Regions from separate parts of the Danio rerio genome. Here region 1 is linked to region 2. The links are chromatin contacts, called in public Hi-C maps. All regions are on one chromosome and are shown on one strand. The core of a region is the stretch at or near the end of the contact, and the rest is flanking DNA. Distances in the headings are between cores, read along the strand shown.

Region 1 (3,336 bases), core at 601-3,100, 54 kb after region 2:
GTAGTTGGAGGTGACGGGGAAGGCTGTTTCTTCTTTATGCACCGGGGTCTCGGGATTGGGTAGAGGGCATCCCTGTGAGACGGCCAGTTCCTCCAGTGTCCTCAGGAGAGTCTCTAAGTCTATCTGGACCTGCTGTAGGTGCTGAGCTGGAGGAACATGCAACCGCAACTGCAGGTAACTCAAGTAACTCAAGACAGAACTGAGACCATCAATGGGGTTGTCGATGTCAGGGCCGAAATCAATCTCTGGAGACATCTGGAAGTGCTAGAGAGATATGCAGATGTTACTGATTGTAATTGTTATGTGTTTTTATATGTAGTTGACGTTCAAACTATTAGTGGAATTTAGTCATTGATCATTCTGCTGTGGTGACTCTTGATAAATCAAGAACTAAGCTGATGGAAAATGAATGAATGAATAAAAAATGTATCATTTAATTAGAAAGGCCAAGAACCAAGAGCCTTTTTTCCCAACATTTTTAAACAACATAGTTTTAAAAACTAATTAGTTTTTGCCATAGAGTTAAAACATATTTTTTTTTTACCTGTTATTTTAGTAGTTATTTATACTAGATATTTTACTAGTCATTATACTAGTATTTGGCTTAAAGTGCAAATGAAAGGCTTTATTAAATCAGTTAATTAGGTTAACTAGGCAAGATCGGTTAATTAGGCAAGTTATTGGACAACAGTCATTTATTCTGTAGCGAATTGAGAAGAATAATTTCTAATCATTTTAATAAATATTGACCTTAAAAATATTTGCCAAAAATGTTAAACTTTATCCCAGCCAAACTAAAAGATATAAGAGTTTCTCAAGAATAAAAAACAACAGTACACAAGTAATTAAGTATATAAAAGAATGAGAGAATATAATTCTAAACGAAAGTTTTTATTTATAAAATATTTAAATAGATTTCTTATTTAGTAACACTACAGTGCTTGACATGATTTTTCACCATGTAGTTTTCTTTGCTTTGTTCCTGGTAACAAGAACAACATTAAGCTGTACTTATTGCCATATTTAAACATCACATTTGGTGTAATAAATACATAAAAAACTAAATGATATGATATAAAAAGGAAAAAAAAAGATGTAATGACAAACAACAAACAAAAAAAAATTGTACACTAATAAAAAATTATCTCAATTTTCTTAAAAAAAATGGACAATGCAAAGTGAAAAGAAAAAAAAAATACTGCAAATCCCATCAAAAAAAAAAAAAAATGTTTTATGCTTATTTATTTAAATGCAAAAAAGCATCAATTTCAATGTCCTGCCAACACCAAATTATTTTAGGCCAATAAATAAATGATTTTTCTATTATTTCTATTTTCTAAATACCAAAAGTACAAAAATATATCAAATTGAACTGAACATCAAGCATTTAATTAGTTTAGTCTAATAAATAAATAAATAATTTTACCAATTTGAAGTACATCATGCTAAACCAAGTGCCAACAATATTTTTAGTCCAATAAATAAAATTATGTATTTTCTGCATGTACTGTATGTCTAAATGTAAGCTTATTTATTGATTTCCCATACAGTGACAACAAGGAAATAAAATCCATATTTAGTCAGCTAAAGAGCTAAAGTTGTTTGTTTTCCAAGATGATTAAAAATAACATATTTTTGAGTTTCACAGAAAAAAAGTAAGTCATAGGGGTTTGGAACAACATGAAGGGGCTTAAATCGTTGCAAAACATTTACCTCATCTTTGATTTTTTTAATTCGGCTGATGGTGGTTCGAGCAATGATTCGTATCCTGTCTTCGGGAGCCGTGGGTCGACTGATGCTCACGGCCACCAGGGATGATATTAACAAGCAAAAAATCATTGAAGACTTCATATTTCTGCAAAAGACCAAATGAAATTATATTTTTTCAAATAGTTTGTTGTGTACATCAGAATATCCCAGTTCAATATGTTAAATACAGTAAAATAATGAATAAAGCTAGCCTAAACATTACTCATTTACACAACAGTTAAATACACTTTAAATAAGGTTTTACTCAAACACATGTATTTTTATTTTGTGCACTTTAAAATAAATAAATAAATACAAATTGACATTCCTTAGACAAAATGAAAGTAATACTATTTTTTATGTTTAGTTTTTAGTTTTTATTTATACATTTTAATCATTAGACAATACAAAACCAACATTAAAACTTAAGAATAATTAAAAATAATCATAATTTCAACTAAAATGTCTGCTTTCAACAATTAGATATGTTTATTTAACCACTAACTCAGCACGATTAGAATGATTTATGATCTTCACTACATTGAAGATTCATGCTAAATCAGTCCCTTAGTTGTGTGTAATTCAAAAAACCAAAAATCAATGCACTTAAGTTGCTGAGTACAGTCCAATAATAAATGAAACTACACAGTCAAGAAGCCTAAAGGTCATATAGAGATGTTTGGTGCCCATGTTGACAAGAATGAGTGAGCGCTTACCTCTGGTGTGTTGATGTGCATATTGAGAAACTCAAGCAGGAATCTCCCTTTTTATAGCTGTGGATGATTGACTCATTTCTCCAGTGAATCACCCTGATGCCGGTCTGGTCTGGTTCACCCCTGTGTCCATCATGAACTTGAAGACTAGAGAAGACCCTTTCAACAAGCCCGAAACATCAAACCCGGGGGCTCCAGGTAAGGACACTTCCAGTAAAGTTGTGGTTAATAAATCTTGATAAATGACAGCTGGGCCCCACATGTATTAGAGGGAGTTTGTTTTCACTTTTAAGGCTGTATATGTCAATATATTGACCTTTTATAGGACCGTATCTTTATTTGTCATGCTGATATGAATACATTAAAGTTGGGATATTTATGGGGCTTGATTTGTTAAAATTTGTTCAGAGTTTAACAGCACAAGTTTTTACCGCAAAAATTGGCTTGTTCGCTTAAGTATTGTTTTGTATATGTATACACAGTTAGTGAGATTATCTGCCAGTTGTACCCAAGTAATATTTATTGTTAGAATTTACTAAATTAATGATTGTGGCTATTTATGATGTGGTAAAACAATAGATAGAGTGTAGTACTTATAGTGCATCTCATATTATAGAAACAATAGTATAGACCAGTATAGAATTGATAGAAAATGATGTGAATAATTAGTCAGCAAATGTTATATTTGTTTTATGTGTTGACTCAACTCTAAGTTAACTGTAATAAGGTTCATAGTTTACAATTTATTTGTACATCTTTATTGGCTACGGAATGTTTTATGCAGTTATATAAATGGTAAAATAAACAATTGTGCTGCACATTTTAAGTTAATTGTAACAATGTGAAATATTCAAGAACATTTGAGTAAACTCAA
Region 2 (3,477 bases), core at 29-2,528:
TCTTCTATATCTTTTATTTTTCCATGCATATAATTAGTCTACTATGTCGAGGTGTTTCATAAACCTACCTTTTTCATTCTTCTCCTAGACCTTTTGTCCAAACAGTGGCAGGTGTATCTAGAGACTTTGAATAACAAAAAGTTACAAATTTTAGATTCATTAAATGGTTGATATTACAAGACATAGTTTATTAAGTTTACAAAGCTGTGGCTGTAAAATGACTTGGCCTATAGTTTAATTAAACAGTTCAAATAATTGTCATTAGTGTCTAGAAGTCAAAGTTAAAGGGACAGTTCACCCGAAAACGTCAATTCGCTCACTATTTACTCATAATCAAGTGCTTCTGAACGTTTATGAATTTATTTCTTCTGTTAAACCCAAAAGAAGATATTTTGAAGAATGTTAAAAAAGCAACGCTTAATATCCATAGTAGGAACAAAGACACAATTGAAGTCAATGGCAGTTTTTTTCCCGCAACACTTATCAGTATATCTTTCTTTGTGTTTATCCATGCTCAAACATGCTTGAAAAAAGAGCTTGAGTACTGGAAATGATAATAGAATTTACATTTTTGGGTGATCGCTTTAAATGTAATGAGTTTGTAAAGAAATCTGTTATCTACAATATAACTTAGTGTTTTTGAATTATCAAAGTTTCCGAAATCACTGTAGATATAGATATGGTATATAAATATATATTAAAAATAAGAGACAATTGTATTTATCTTAGAACAATGTACTTTACCTTTACTGTATCCAATACACAAAGTGTTTCCCAGCAGACATCTTGATATGAGTATGACATCCAACATTACAGGCTTGATCATGCCGCTGTAATTGAGCATTTTAAACTCACTGATGTTTTTATTTTGTCTGTTTTGCAGGATTCGTCACAAGGCAACTCTGTATACCAGATTAATATGATCCATTATATCAAGCAGAAGTACCCAGAGCTGCAGGTTGTGGGTGGAAATGGTAAATACTGGACTTGACAGACAGTTACCTCAGAGTTGCTCGGCCTGGTTTTCTTTAAGCTCAGTGTGTTTTCTCTGTCTTACAGTGGTTACAGCTGCGCAGGCGAAAAATCTGATAGATGCTGGAGTGGACGCACTGAGAGTGGGAATGGGCTGTGGGTCAATCTGCATCACACAGGAAGGTCAGGACTGAATCTGTAATACATTTTTATAATGTGGCGAGGGATGTCACTGTCAGATATTTAAGGAAGTCCAGTGGCATAGTTAGTCATGTTAAATGAAGCAATAAGGCTTTCCTCTTGTAACTGCAGACGGGTTCATTGCCTGAAGCTTTTCTATAATGTGTGCTTTGTGGCCATCTAGTGGTCATACATATGTACTGTTGTTTTCTATTATAAATGTCGGCTTTACTTTTGATTCCACAACTGAACTGATTATTTTGTTTTAATTTAATTGATAAATTATGACAAGCAATGTAAGCATTTATTTCATGTGCCAAACTAAGGAAAACTGAAATGGTATTCTCTCTTTTTGAACCAGATAACCAGATCCATCAAAGATCACATTATTTTGGCAAAATAAAAATCATGCTCCAATACAGTGCTTTAACAAACTTTGGAATATTTTGTGTTAATATTAAACAGCTTTAAAATGAGTGTAAATCTTATTCTCGACTACATATATTTAGATATAATAAACATCTCTCTCTCCTTCTGGCCACAGTCACTCAATATGGCAAAAATAGCAATATTGAGAACAAAAGAAACAATAATAATTATTTGTAAAACTTTTCTTAATTATTTATGGTAATATTATTAAATTATTTGTAATATATAACATATAATTATATATATATATATATACACCATACATTTTATAATATGCTGTAATAAATCAGTTCAAAATTGTACTGTGTAAATAAAATAAGATGACATATTTCATTGACAGAAGAGTGATATGATCAATCAGATATTCATAGTTAACATTACCTTATGTTTTTTTTTTTTTTTTTTGGGAACAGTGAAAATTAAAGCTTTTTTGTTTCCAACAGATTAAAAATATGATTGCAATTTCATATTTGTTAAGACATTTGTTGTGTTACATTTTCAAGTGTACATGTACAATTCCCAGTGAAATGCAGCTTATTTGGAGGATTTTATAGCAAACCAAGCTTCTCTGTGACACTGAAAATGCCTCTAGTCACATTCATCGATTTTGTATTCAAGTTTGCATCTCTGTAATCAGACAATATACACTATGAAAAGGTTACCATAGTTTGAAAACCTGTAATATTAGTACAGATAGTTCATTTAAAATGAAAATATACTTATTCGAAGAATGTTGGAAACTCAATAGCCACTGATATCCATAGAAAACAATGCTATGGAAAAAAATCAATGGCTACCAGTTTTCAAAATATCTTCTGTTGTGTTTACAGTAAAGAGAAACTAAACAAGTGTAAAAGTGAGTAAATGATGACAGAATCTTCATTGAATTAATAAGAAACAATCCCAACGCTCTTTTTTTTATCCTATTATTTCAAGTTATATCAGAGTTTTTTGTGCAGTTTTGATAGCACATGACGTCTTGCAACTGCTATTGATTTTAACTGTCTAAAATAACATGGTTGACCATTCCAAGATGGCGAATGTGTCTAGAGCAGTCAAATGTGTATATCTGTGATCATTATGGCTGACATGTTTCATTTTGGCTTCTTCTAGTCATGGCTTGTGGGAGACCTCAAGGTACCTCAGTTTATAAGGTGGCAGAATATGCTCGGCGGTTTGGAGTGCCAGTCATTGCAGATGGAGGCATCCAGACTGTCGGCCACGTGGTGAAGGCTTTGTCTCTGGGGGCATCGACAGGTAATTATTACACTAGCTCACTGTTAGCATTGAAATGGGCTGAAAATCTGATTACATACTTGTGTTTTTTGTGCGCAGTGATGATGGGGTCTTTGCTGGCCGCCACCACCGAAGCTCCGGGAGAGTATTTCTTCTCTGATGGGGTGAGACTGAAGAAATACAGAGGCATGGGCTCACTGGATGCCATGGAAAAGAACACCAGCAGCCAGAAACGATACTTCAGGTGCGTGTTTGTTGAGATATTCAGCATTAGGAAAACTACTGATATGGTTAGAATTAAATACTGTGCCAAATAAAGGCCTTAAAGTAGCTTAATGTAGTATAAACTAATTGTTTTTTTAGATTACACTTTACGATACGCGTAAAAATGTTCTCTTACTTGGAGTTTTTGTCTTGTTTTTTTGTCCAAATATCTAAAAGTTCTCAAATCAAGAAGCTTTTTTTGGACATTTAAAACATACATACTTGTTTTAATAAATAATTTACCAAAATTAAGTGGGGTTTTCTTAAAATCAAGCTAAATAATTGGTCAATGGGGTAAGTTAAATAATCTTGTTTTTTCTTTTGACATCGATTATTTTGCTTGCGCCGCTGGCAGATTATTTAGCTAGTTTTAATGTAATGTAATGCGAGTATTTA

What was found. A called contact is a pair of places that touch in the nucleus more often than the background predicts.
Region 1: a contact with region 2 is called in a Hi-C map of embryo, with 2.0 times the contacts expected there. The contact joins the promoter of lepb here to the enhancer-like site in region 2. A contact is called at or near these places in 7 of 18 Hi-C or Micro-C datasets (caudal fin, embryo, hematopoietic stem cells and 1 more) and 1 of 4 datasets of contacts at active chromatin or transcription factors (caudal fin).

Annotation. Positions count from the first base shown.
Region 1 is chr4:19,624,451-19,627,786 of GRCz12tu, forward strand. lepb (leptin b) reads right to left here and starts at 1,851. Exons shown (of 2, transcript NM_001030186.3): 1 at 1,714-1,851; 2 at 1-264. The coding sequence starts at 1,851.
Region 2 is chr4:19,571,328-19,574,804 of GRCz12tu, forward strand. It overlaps impdh1b (IMP (inosine 5'-monophosphate) dehydrogenase 1b), which reads left to right. Exons shown (of 15, transcript NM_001014369.2): 9 at 884-974; 10 at 1,060-1,155; 11 at 2,695-2,838; 12 at 2,917-3,061. Among named protein-coding and RNA genes, the nearest start is that of impdh1b, 17 kb to the left of the region's middle. Within about 2 kb of position 1,279, at least 3 of the 62 cell types and tissues checked have an H3K27ac peak or open chromatin away from gene starts, as enhancers often do. A contact at or near this core is called in caudal fin, where this site is marked.